2 separate regions of the Danio rerio genome follow, and region 2 is linked to region 1. The links are chromatin contacts, called in public Micro-C maps. All regions are on one chromosome and are shown on one strand. Each heading gives the region's core, a stretch centred on a gene start, on an enhancer-like site or on the middle of the called end of the contact. The rest is flanking DNA. Distances are from core to core; before and after follow the strand shown.

Region 1 (6,945 bases), core at 2,526-5,025:
GTTTATCTATTTAATTATTTATTTATTGAATGTTACCTTGATATCATTTTCTGAAATTATTTTTTCAGCTAAGTCGCCGCTATGTATAATGTTTGTTTATTTATTTATTATTTTTTTGTTATTCTAAATACTGCTCAAGTATGTTTTTTGGGGGCAGAATGTCTACTTGAGTACTGTTGCTGACTGGGGCAGTGCGATTTGGGGAAAATATCTAATTGCGATTTTTCTGACAGATATTGCAATTGCGATTTGATTTGCGATTTAATTTTGTAGTCAAGCTTTAGCTCAATTATCTGTAAGCTGTGTCAACAATTCTGCGACAGCTCTTAAAAATGACCTGTTTTTGTTTGGTGTCTGACTTTGAAACCCAAATATTCCCAAATTGCCGATGTTCTGTTTTTCTTTAATATTAATTTGTTTATTAATGCTTCTGAAGCAGCAGACGCCATTATCCCAATTGTCCGCGTTTTCCTGTTTGTTTATTTTTTTATTGTGGACGTTCCGCATACACTGAAAAAAAATTATTCAGAGATGACTCCTTGGATTTACTAATTTTTTTTATGTAAGGTGGTTGTAAACAATTTATTTGTGTTGAATTTAAACAAACAAATTAAGTTGAACATTATTAAACTTAATTTGTTTGTTTATATTCAACACAAATAAATTGTTTGCAACAGTTCTGCATGCAACACTTTTTTCAGTGTAGTTCAGTTGTGCAATTCTGTTTGGGCAGAATGAAAGTGTGCACACTCACTTGGCTAGTAAGACTATCACACACAGATGGCAGTCAGACATTTGCTCTGGGCGGGGTAAATTAAATAATACACATATATTTCATATTGCAGCCTGTTGCGATTAGCTAATCGCAACATTTCAAATTGCGATTCGATTAATCGCACAGCTCTATTACTGACCGTGTCCATCCCTTTATGACCACAGTGTACCCATCTTCTGATGGCTAATTCCAGCAGGATAACACACCATGTCATAAAGCGCGAATCATCTCTGGTTTCTTGAATATGACAATGAGTTCACTGTACTTAAATGGCCTCCACAATTACCAGATCTCAATCCAATAGAGCACCTTTGGGATGTGGTGGAATGGGAGATTCACATCATGGATGTGCAGCCGACAAATCTGCAGCAACTGCGTGATGCTATCATGTCATTATGGAATGGCCTCCACAATTACCAGATCTCAATCCAATAGAGCACCTTTGGGATGTGGTGGAATGGGAGATTCACATCATGGATGTGCAGCCGACAAATCTGCAGCAACTGCGTGATGCTATCATGTCATTATGGACCAAAATCTCTGAGGAATTTTTCCAGCACCTTGTTGAATCTATGTCACAAAGGATTAAGGCAAATCTGAAGGCAAAAAGGGTAGTATGGTGTACCTAATAAAGTGGCCGGTAATTATATACTGTAACAATAGTAATGATGCTGCACAGCCCTAGTTCATAACTCCCAATAAATAAATAAAAAATGTTTCTTTAAGGAAAGTTTGGTGAGCAGAGGTAAAATAGAGACTTATGGGGATGAAGCATCCTCAGAGGAGGTCTCGTATGAAAGATCTCCTGTGGCCACTGTCATTCACACTGAGAGGGTTTGTATGCGTCGTACTAAACAGCTGTGGAAAATGAGCACTCATTGATTTCATGCATATGGCACCCACGCACACACACACACACTTAAGACTTCCACTACAACACAGCCATCCTAGCGTAACAAAGCCACAGGGAATATAAGAATTCTTTTTTCCGTTCTAATTTAAGCACATCTCTCATTTAATGCTGTGTATTACACACGATTGCACGCATCAACTGATTATCTCTGCATCACAACACTAGGAAACAGAGAAGAGTTATTTGATCTACTATGAAATGGCATTCCCTTGAGCACAGATGTGACAAAGAACATCCAGCAACATGAGAGTTTACAGTGTAATACACCAAAAACAAGGCTGCAGATGGACTGCAAGCGTGTCTGGTGCACATGCCCAATTCCTGCAGGCTTGTATGTGTGAATATCATATTTTAGGAAAGGCACTGGAACTGTTTATTACTGTACTGCCTCCTATAATTGAGATTAATGCAGTTCGGCGAGCACAACATGGAAAGACGCCAACATTATAATCTGATCCTCTGCACCAGGTGTTGAGTTTTCAGGAGCTGTTTAATAGGAAAGCGTCTGGTTTGGAGTACAACTACAATGTGACGTGGCCTTAACCTACTTGCAACAAATAAAAATAGATTTCTTTTCTAGTTGAATTAGTTGGTTATGTAGACAGATTTACTGCAAATCCCCAAAGGACAAGCATCTGTTTCCTACTTTTTTTTTTCTTCTTCTGCCTGGCACAATTGTGCCATCTAGTGACACTGTTGAAGATAAAATACTAAATGGACGGATGTGGTCAGTCTCAGAAAGGCAGTCTGACACCATGTGAGAGTGAGACTTTGCCATGTCAAAGAAAATTCACAACTAGATCTATTATATATATATATATATATATATATATATATATATATATATATATATATATATATATATATATATATATATATATATATAGAGAGAGAGAGAGAGAGAGAGAGAGAGAGAGAGAGAGAGAGAGAGAGAGAGAGAGAGAGAGAGAGGGAGAGAGAGAGAGATTTTTGAAGGTTCAAGCGTCTAAGTTTTGTTAATTTGTATAATCCTGTTGAATGGAGGACAAAACCTGCTACAACAATAAAATAAATAAATAAATAAATAAATAAAAATGCAAATAGATAAATAAATGTGCAAATAAATTCACAAATTCATGCATAAATAAAACCATGAATAAATATGCAAATAAATACATATAAAAATACATACATTCCTGCATGAATAAATATTTTAAAAATTAATAGAGCGGGCAAGTAAATGCCATCATTGGTCGATCTTTTTGCAGGTATCGGCCTCCATAATCTTTTTTTTTTAAACAAATCAGATTTATTAATTATATTCATTAAAATAATAGTTGGTTCCTAAACATCTTTAACAAATAACTTGATGCATTTTTTTTTATTTCTCTATGTTTTTCTTTTTTTTTTTTTTACATTTTTACGTAATATTTTTCCCTTACATATACATTTGTAGACCATTATCATTAGTTTTTTCATTAGATTAGCTCCATGTTTAACAAAGAACTGTCTAATTTAATGTATATGAACAAATATAATATTATTTTAACTGTTGTATGTATGTGTGTGGGTGTGTGATAGATAGATAGATAGATAGATAGATAGATAGATAGATAGATAGATAGATAGATAGATAGATAGATAGATAGATAGATAGATAGATAGATAGATAGATAGATAGAATATTTACATGATATTCTAAATTCTACTTAAAAAAATACCATGGTATACATTATATATGTCGAAAAAAGCATACCTTAACATCAGTTGTCTATTAAGCCTCAATTGGTCCATCAGTTATTTCATTTAAAACATGTAAGAAGACTCATAAAACCTTCAAAGTGTATGCTACTATCTGATAAGGCAACAATAATATATAAATGTATATAAACACAACGACTCTTCAGACTCTTATTTGAGTTCATTTGAACTATTCTGGTAGGCCATGCTATTTGTTTGAAAAACCTACAACATATATTTAGAAAATACTTCGAAAATATTGTACTTATATCAAATACTTAAATGATTTGCACCTTTTATGCTGGGTTTCAAGAGGATTTGGATGCATGGCGTTCGGGTATTGTTTCTCACGGTCAGTCAGCATACTTGAAAACACGAGCAATCGTGTATCTCTTGATATAAGGGACTCCCACTTCGGAGGGTTCTGCGCAGGTTTTGCGCAGAGCGGATGCGCACGAACACACTTCAGCCGTCTTATTATCTCAGAGGAGCCGTGAAAACATTATTGTGTTCATCTGTGTCGAGCGAATTCTGGCGTTACCGATCATTTCACATCAATAAACGAACAATGATCGATCATCCGGTGACTAGCAGATGAGCCAGATCTAACCGTCGCTTAAAAAAGGCGAAAATTCGGCTACATTGTCAGGTGAGTAAACTGAAAGACATTGGGAGAAGACGCAGCAAAATCGCCAAAAATATAAATATATATTCAAGTAAGCCGAATGATGATGAAGATATGCCATTTTACATGTTTGTGTTGTATATTTCGACAACATTGAAGTGTCGAGGGTTTGTTTTTTAATGTGAAAAAGGCTGTTCTTGCTGTGTTTTGGTCAGGGTGTTGTCCTGTCTACAGGCCTCAATCTGATCTATCAAATATCAGATCTCAACATCAGCACATTCAAAACCTCAGAAATATCACGTTTGAAAGTGTTTGTAGAGATATCATTGGTTAATGTACTAGTTAAATGTGTACATAGGTCGATTTTTGTGTTTTCTGTTGAGTTGTTGAGGGATTTGGGCCTGTAATGCAATTTAAAAGAACGCTCATCCCATTTCTGCTAACCTACATAAAACCAATATTGTGTTTTATTGATGCAATATAACATAACGGATCTATCGTTACTGTTAACAGTGTCGTTTTCAATATGTCTATTTTGTTGTCAATATAACCATTTGCTGTATGAGTATTATTACATATTTTAAATTATATTGTTCTCAACCAATCAGCCTAAGTTAGCCTTTGTTACTTTTGTTTACACGTTTTATGTCTAACGTTAGTAGTGTAGTGTTTGTATTTGACATAATTATTTTTATAATACAAAATAAGTTAATGGATGGTATTACTATTATATATATATATATATATATATATATATATATATATATATATATATATATATATATATATATTTATATATATATATATATATATATACACTTATATCGTTTGAGCATCGATATTATTTTTTTTATACAATAAAATTATAATCGGTTTAATAATTTGTTATCTATATGATACAATTTTTTTTTACACTTGATTTTTTTTTTTTATTTCTGTACTTGCATACTGCTAGACTCCCCGGAAAGCCATAAAGAACTGTTTATTTATTTTTACTCATAACTTATTATAATTTTTGCAGATGTACTGCATAAAAAAAATACTTCACAGTTGATCTAGATGAAAAGGGCTTTTAAAATCATTAACTTTTATTAATATTACAATTTATATTATGGCACAACATAACATTACAATGTCAGATTTTTTCAATATTGTGCAGCCCATATATATATATATATATATATATATATATATATATATATATATATATATATATATATATATATATATATATATATATATACATACATACATACATACATACATACATACACACACACACACACACACACACACACACACACACACACACACACACACACACACACACACACATATATATATATATATATATATATATATATATATATATGTGTGTGTGTATATATGTATGTGTGTGTGTGTATATATATATATATATATATATATATATATATATATATATATATATATATATATATATATATATATATATATACACATTTAAGTGTTAAATACAAAACTATTGTAAGGCTATTATTGTTCTACCACTTTAAATCAAGCTCATTGTAGACTGAATCTACTGACTTTAATTTTTACTTTCGCAATGTGTTTATTTACAATAGTCACATCGCAGGATTAGATTATTTATTAAAGGTTAAAATTAATACATTTTATTCTTTTTTTGTTTTTTATTATTTATACAATAACTTTTTTTTTTATACCCTTGATTGTTTTTGTACTTGAATACTGTTAGACTGTTCGGAAAACCACAGAGCACTGTTTATTTATTTTTGCTTGTAATTTATTATAATTTTTGGAGATGCACTGCATAGAAAAAGACTCCCCAGATGATCTAGATGAAAAATAAAGCTATTTAAATTATCTGGTGAAGTTTTAATTTATATCGTATATGTTTATTATGGCAAAACAAAATATTGCAATGTCAGATTTTTACAATATCTTGCAGCCCTTATATATTTATATAGAAATATAATTGACATTTTTAGATTTTATTATTAATATTTACAACATGTTTATGTTGTATGATGGAAAAAACATTTACATATAAATGTTAAATATGAAACGATTGTATAACTATTATTGTTCTGTCACTTTAAACTTAGCTCATTGTAGACGGTTTATTTATTTTTCCTATTCACAATGTCTATCTGCAGTAGTCCCATCGCAGGATTCTTTTATTCATTGAAGATTAAAATTGATTCATTTTATTATATTTTAAAAATTATTTGTACAATGATAACCTTTTTTATTATTATTTTAAATTTTTTACACATGATTGTTCACTTCCCAGTCAATCTAGATTTAAATAGAGCTATTATTATTATTATTATTCTGCCATTATACTGACAAATTATACTGACTTTATATATTTTTTGCTATTTTTGCACAGGATTTTGTTAAGAAATTATTTTGCGATTTGAAAAACCACACATACAGTAAATAAAAGGTTAATAATCAAATTAAAGCTTCAGCAGGTCTCTCATATAATACATTCAATAATGGACAAAGTATTACTTTACAAATTGTATTGTACATACATTATCTAAAAAATAGCATTTTATTAAATAATAATATTACTGTAATTAGTGTAAAAACTGAACATATATATATATATATATATATATATATATATAAATTTTTATTTATTTATTTATTTTTTTACACGCATTAACTTGTAAAAAAGTTAATAGAATGAATGATGGGCTCAAAAATCTGTGGATTTCTGCGGCTGTGTATTTTGTGTGGGCTAGTTATCAGTATTGATTATACAACATAACTGATTTTATTTTATTTTTTTAACAAACACAAAACATTTTAGTATTTCTTTTATCGGTTTGTTTCAATGGTTCTTTCCCCCCTCTTGTTCATAAACCCGACCTAAAATGAATGTCTGATATTGTAGCATATTCA
Region 2 (6,365 bases), core at 3,299-5,798, 370 kb before region 1:
CACACACACACACACACTTTTTTCAGAAAAGTTCATCAAATGTCAAGACAAAATAAACATCATGTCCAGATTTTGACCTGCAAGTCAACATGAGGGTTAAGTCCACCACAATGGATATACACATACACAGTATATACTGTACACACACAGCGACTGACAGCCCTGTTATACAATATATATATTCAGCACTGACATGTCCAGACTGAGAGTCAGTTTCTGAACACCACCCATAAACCAGTGAGACTGACTGAAGTAAACACATCCACCTGACTCCTGACGTGTCCAATGACACACACACACATCTGAGTGTTTACTGTCCTACTAAACCTGTAATCAAACGTCAGCAGGACACACTCACTGCTGACACTGATGATTGTAAAGAGGGAAAGTTTCAAATGAACTCATTAAATAAGGCAAGGGCAGCACAGTGGCTCAGTGGTTAGCACTTTAGTCTCAGAGCAAGAAGGTTGCTGCTTCGAGTCCCGGCTGGGCCAGTCGGCATTTCTGTGTGGAGTTTGCATGTTCTCCTGAGAATAAGCATCACTAAGACTAAGTTAAAGAAAATTTAGTGAATATATTTGATTTTTTCTTCTATTTTAATTATAAACTCTAACAAATAAACTGCTAATTAAAGTAGGCTCACAATTCTACATTATAGGCCATTTTGAAGGATGTAAACAATAACAATGGTCCTAACATATTTCCTGTTTTACGTTTTTAATTTCCATTAACTTCCATAGCATTTGAGTTTTTTATTCTTAAAGGGATAGTTCACCCAAAAATGGTAATTTTGTCATCATTTACACCTTATCACTGTGAGTATGTTTCTTCTGTTAAACACAAAAGAGGATATTTTGAAGAATGCTGGAAACCTGTAACCACTGACTTCCATAGCATTTGATTTCAAATTCTTAAATTGACAGTTCACTAAATTTTTTTTAATTCTGTCATCATTTACTCATCCTACATTTCATTGTTCTGTTGAACACAAAAGAAGATGTTTTGAAGAATGCTGGAAAGATGTAACCATTGACTTTTATAGCATTAGTTTTCTAATTCTTAAAGGGATAGTTCACTCAAAAACGTTCATTCCATCATCATTTACGCCTAACCAGTGTGAGTTTCATTCTTCTGTTGAACACAAAAGAAGATATTTTGAAGAATGCTGTAAGCCTGTAACCATTAACTTTTATAGCATTAGTTTTCTAACTCTTAAGAGGATAGTTCACTCAAAAAAAGTTAATTTCGTCATCATTTACGCCTAACCAGTTCGAGTATCTTTCTTTTGTTAAACACAAAAGAAGATATTTTGAAGAATGCTGGAAACCTGTAACCATCGACTTCTGTACCATTTGTTTTCTGATTCTTAAAGGGATAGTTCACCCAAAAAGTTTAATTCTGTCATCATTTACTCATCCTACACTTTCATTCTTCTGTTAAACACAAAAGAAGATGTTTTGAAGAATGCTGGAAAACTGTCAGTATTGACTTCCATAGCATTTGATTTTTAATTCTTAAAGGGATAGTTCACCCAAAAATGTTAATTTTCGTAAATGAATATATTTGATTTTTTCTCCTCTTTTAATTATAAACTCTAACAAATAAACTAATAGTTAAAGTAGGCTTACAATTGTATATTATAGGCCATTTTGAGGGATGTAAACAATAACAATGGTCCTAACACATTTCCTGTTTTACGTTTTTAATTTCCATAGCTTCTGATAAGCCAAAACGTTAATATATTGATAAATAATCATATGGCAGCTTTTTAAAGCTTAAGTTATGAATGATTTGCCCCTTGTTACAGCTATGGAATAGTTTGAAAACATGCTCAATACAGTTTGCTTGCAAAAAAAAAAAAAAGTGATTGCATGGACATTTTCTTCAAATGGTTTCATCATGGACAACAACATCAATATTCATTCATTCATTTTCTTGATGGCTTAGTTCCTTTATTAATTCGGGCTCACCACAGTGGAATGAACCGCCAACTTATCCAGCAGGTTTTTTTTACACAGCGGATGCCCTTCCAGCCGCAACCCATCTCTTTGAAAAATCCACACAAACTCATTCACACACACACACTAAGGACAATTTAGCCTACCCAATTCACCTGTACCGCATGTCTTTGGACTGTTGGGGAAACCGGAGCACCCGGAGGAAACCCGCGCGAATGCAGGGAGAACATGCAAACTCCACACAGAAACGCCAACTGAGCTGGAACCAGCAACCTTCTTGCTTTGAGGCTAACATGCTACCCACTGCCTCACCCAACATCAATATTACAATATATGAATATGGCACTCATTCACCTCAGAGCACTATAATATTACTGTCCATAACTGTACAATCAATTCCCTCAAGGTACAAGCAGGTCTCTCAACTTTACTCTTCACGCTGCCACTGACTGTACACACATGAACCAGAGCCCTTAATGTATAACCAGACATTAGAGCCGCATACTGTACACACATGAACCAGAGCCATGTAGATATCAGAGCCCCATACTGTCCACCCAGATATCAGAGCCCATACCAGGGTTCAATGCTAAGGATTTTTTCTACTAGCCCAATTGGGCCAGCGGTTCAGATTTTTACTTGCCCTGCCAATATATTCACCAAAAAATAAAATAATAATAATAATAATAATAAAATCTAATAGCTATTTCTTAGCCACATGTTTTAAATATAGTGTTAAAAATTTGTTTGAATCTAGACTTTAAATATTTTAAAAATGTTAATGAATGTATAATGAGCAAATCGTCGCGCTGTTCCAAAGTATATTTGATGTTGCCGTCACTTCGCTGTGCTGCTTTTACCAGGTTGCAAAACACGACATGCTTACAACATGAAATCAGATAAGAGCAACCGAAAAGCAATATGGTGTTTATGACATCACAGAGAAGGTAGCATTTAAAAGCTTAAAAGCACAAACTGTTACTCGATTCTAGGACTGTATTCATACGCAATTGACAAATAGTCCAGGCAAATTGAACTTTAGTGACAAGGCAGCACAGATCGGGCCAGTAACAATCCTGTCAACTGTCCCAAGCGCCTCGCACACTGGCCCTGGGCCATCGGCAGTCCTTATTGTTGATCCCTGCATACTGTATAACCAGACATTAGAGCCCCATACTGTACACCCGTGACCCAGAGCCATGTCGATATCAGAGCCCCATACTGTTCACAGAGATATCAGAGCCCCATTCTGTACACATGTGACCCAGAGTCATGTAGATATCAGAGTGCTATATTGTACACACATGAATCAGAGCCCCATACTGTATAACCAGACATTAGAGCCCCATACTGTACACACATGAACCAGAGCCATGTACATATCAGAGTGCCATACTGCACATACACATATGAGAGTCCATACTGTGCACACATGAATCAGAGCCCCATACTGTACAACCAGATCTCGGAATTGAGGTAAAGTTGGTTTTATATTCGCACATTCGTTCATTAACAACTTGTGACATGATCCCTATATTGTTTACCATAGTACTTTGAATATTCGGTCTGAAATCACATGTTAGTATGACTTTAAAACAACATTAGACCGATTTAACTGCCATTGGAGGCTAAAATGATTTTTAAAATTTAAAGTTTACGAAGAATAGTTTTCTGAAATTATATTATTAAGGAGAAAGTCTGAATCTATAAACAAAAAACCAGCTTTACCTCAATAATATCAGAGCCCATACTGTATAACCAGACATTAGAGCCCCACACTGTACACCCAGATCTCATAGCCCACGCTGTAAGACCAGCTATCAGAGCGCCAAAGTGTACTTGTAAATATCAGAGCCCCATACTGTACACTCAGATACCAGAGCCCCATAATGTACACCCATAAACCAGAGCTCCATACTGTACACTCAGATACCAGAGCCACTAATATACACCCATAAACCAGAGCTACATACTGTACACCCATTGAGGCAAAGATGGTTTTATATTCGCACATTCATACTTAATAAATGCTCCTTAATAACATAATTTAAGAAAACTATTGTTTTTCACTGTACATTCATTGTACAATTATATATACTGTACATTATATTTGATATAGCCTACTATGCAGCCAGAAATGATAGCCCCAAACAACCATGAATTAGAGCCCCAAACTGTATACTCATGAACCAGAGCCATGCGTATATCAGAGCCCCATACTGTACATGTAGTTATGAGAGCCCTATACTGTACACCCATCCCCGGCGGGAGTGTGAACCCGCTCCCCGGCACACGCGCTCCTCTGCGGGGCGGCGGTGAAATGCGTGTCCGCTCACCTGGTGCAGCGTCTCGGCCGGCAGCTGCGACGCCCGGAACAGCTCCGCCACTTTCCCCGCCGCCGGTATGCCGCTGCTGTCGGGCTGACAGAGCGCGTACAGCCCGGAGTAACATCTCTGCTCGGTGTCGCTCAGGGACATGAAGGTCCCACCGGCGGATCCCGGATCCATCCCCGCCCCGAGCCGCAGCCGCCGGGCGTCCAGACCTGACAAGCGGCCTCTGTGCGTCTGCTCTGCGGTGCTCACACACACACGCACACACACTGCTGATACTCCCAGTATCACTTCTGACCGCACGGAGGCGCCAAATAACCACACAAAACTGCACACACCTGCTTAAATATTTATAAGAGGACCATTTTTTTTATTACACACACATATTATAGCCTATGTGTACATTACAAAGACGTAGGCCTACATTAAAGAAAGAAAGGTTTAATTAAGCAACGAGTAATGTTCAAGATTTATAGACATTGCATTTATAATTAATTCTGTGTTCATTGTATGTTATTTATGTTATTATGTATATATTAATGTTATTTTTATTGATAAACATCCTTATTGTATCATGTATCATATAGGCTATTGTTATTCTTTACAGTATACTGACAGTTAACATATCACTATTTACTTCCAAATCTATCTATCTATCTATCTATCTATCTATCTATCTATCTATCTATCTATCTATCTATCTATCTATCTATCTATCTATCTATCTATCTATCTATCTATCTGGAGTGCTCAAATGTATTGTTTAAACAGTTTAGAACAGGGGTGCCCAAACTAAGTCCAGATTTTAGCTCCAACTTGCCTCAACATATCTGCAGGGATGTTTCTAGAAAGCCTAGTAGCTTGATTAGCTAGCCCAGGTGTGTCTGATTGGAGTTGGAACTAAACTTTGCAGGACACCGGCCCTCCAGGACCAAGTTTGGGCACCCCTGGTTTAGACCTAAAAATGCAATGCATCTGTTTTAAACCTGAATTCATTTTTATATTTGAAGGATGCAGATTTTTATCATTTGATAATTTAATAATATTAGATTTGCAATTAAACATTCTCCATTCAAATCCTATATTACATTTTTATGCTCAAGATTTGTGTTAAGTTGTAATATTTATAAAGAAACGTGTATTTCCATTTTATATAAACATTTAAATATGAATAAATATTTCACATCTATTAAAATACGTTTATATTTGTAGACTTTAAATCTAAATCTTTACATTTGAACCATTTAAATATAGAAAAACCGGATTAGAAATTAATACTTCAATTTACTTGCTTTAAAACCTTGACAATTCAATTGATACCGATTTATTTGTTGTGTTTTGAATTTATAAAGATTTGTTTTAGTTTCCAGATTCAAGATTAAATTCCAAATTAAATTAATATTTTAGTCACAGAACAATCTTTAGAAATGGAAAGATTATACATTTAAATTCATGCAAAAAAATTACAACCTACAACATTTCAACAAAATTGTATATATTTTCTGTTCCTCTTGATTTTTACCATTTTTTATTTAATATTTTTTCCTAACATAAATTTATGAGAAGTGTACTCATATATGCCGATCACTGTATATAAATATATAATTAAACACCATTTTATTTGAAATATACATTTGATAAACTATAAAAAAATTACAACTTAGAAATGCCAGAGTCCTTGTTTATTTACATATTATTAAAGCTTGTAAAAAGAGTGTGTAATTTCACAAGATAAACTGCACAAGTAATTTAATATGACATCAAATAAAAAACATCTCACATATATTTAGATATTGTGGATGATTCAGCTCCCTTCTGTCCCTTTGATTATGAAAAATAATCCTTTAGATCTTTACTGCCATCTTGTGTTGGGCAAATTAACCAGAGTAGAGCTCTGTTTATAAAACTTAGCTTAGAAGCCTTCCTAAAGGTAAACGTACTGCAGAATTGGCTGGTTTTAGAGGGGTTAAAGAGGTATTAGAGGGGTTACCAGGCTGATTTCCAGCGTATCCAGTCTGGTTTAAGCTGGACATAGCTGGTTTTGGCTGGTTAAGCTGGTTTTAGCTGGTCATCACCC

The links. A called contact is a pair of places that touch in the nucleus more often than the background predicts.
Region 2: a contact with region 1 is called in a Micro-C map of caudal fin, with 8 times the contacts expected there. The contact joins the promoter of reps2 here to the promoter of cdh24a in region 1. A contact is called at or near these places in 3 of 18 Hi-C or Micro-C datasets (caudal fin, embryo and hematopoietic stem cells) and 1 of 4 datasets of contacts at active chromatin or transcription factors (embryo).

What each region holds. Positions count from the first base shown.
Region 1 is chr23:43,853,949-43,860,893 of GRCz12tu, reverse strand. It overlaps cdh24a (cadherin 24, type 2a), which reads right to left and starts at 3,775. Exons shown (of 14, transcript XM_073939333.1): 1 at 3,701-3,775. rnf146 (ring finger protein 146) reads left to right here and starts at 3,837. Exons shown (of 2, transcript NM_199854.2): 1 at 3,837-4,056.
Region 2 is chr23:44,228,494-44,234,858 of GRCz12tu, reverse strand. It overlaps reps2 (RALBP1 associated Eps domain containing 2), which reads right to left and starts at 4,548. Exons shown (of 18, transcript XM_073939402.1): 1 at 4,295-4,548. The coding sequence starts at 4,465.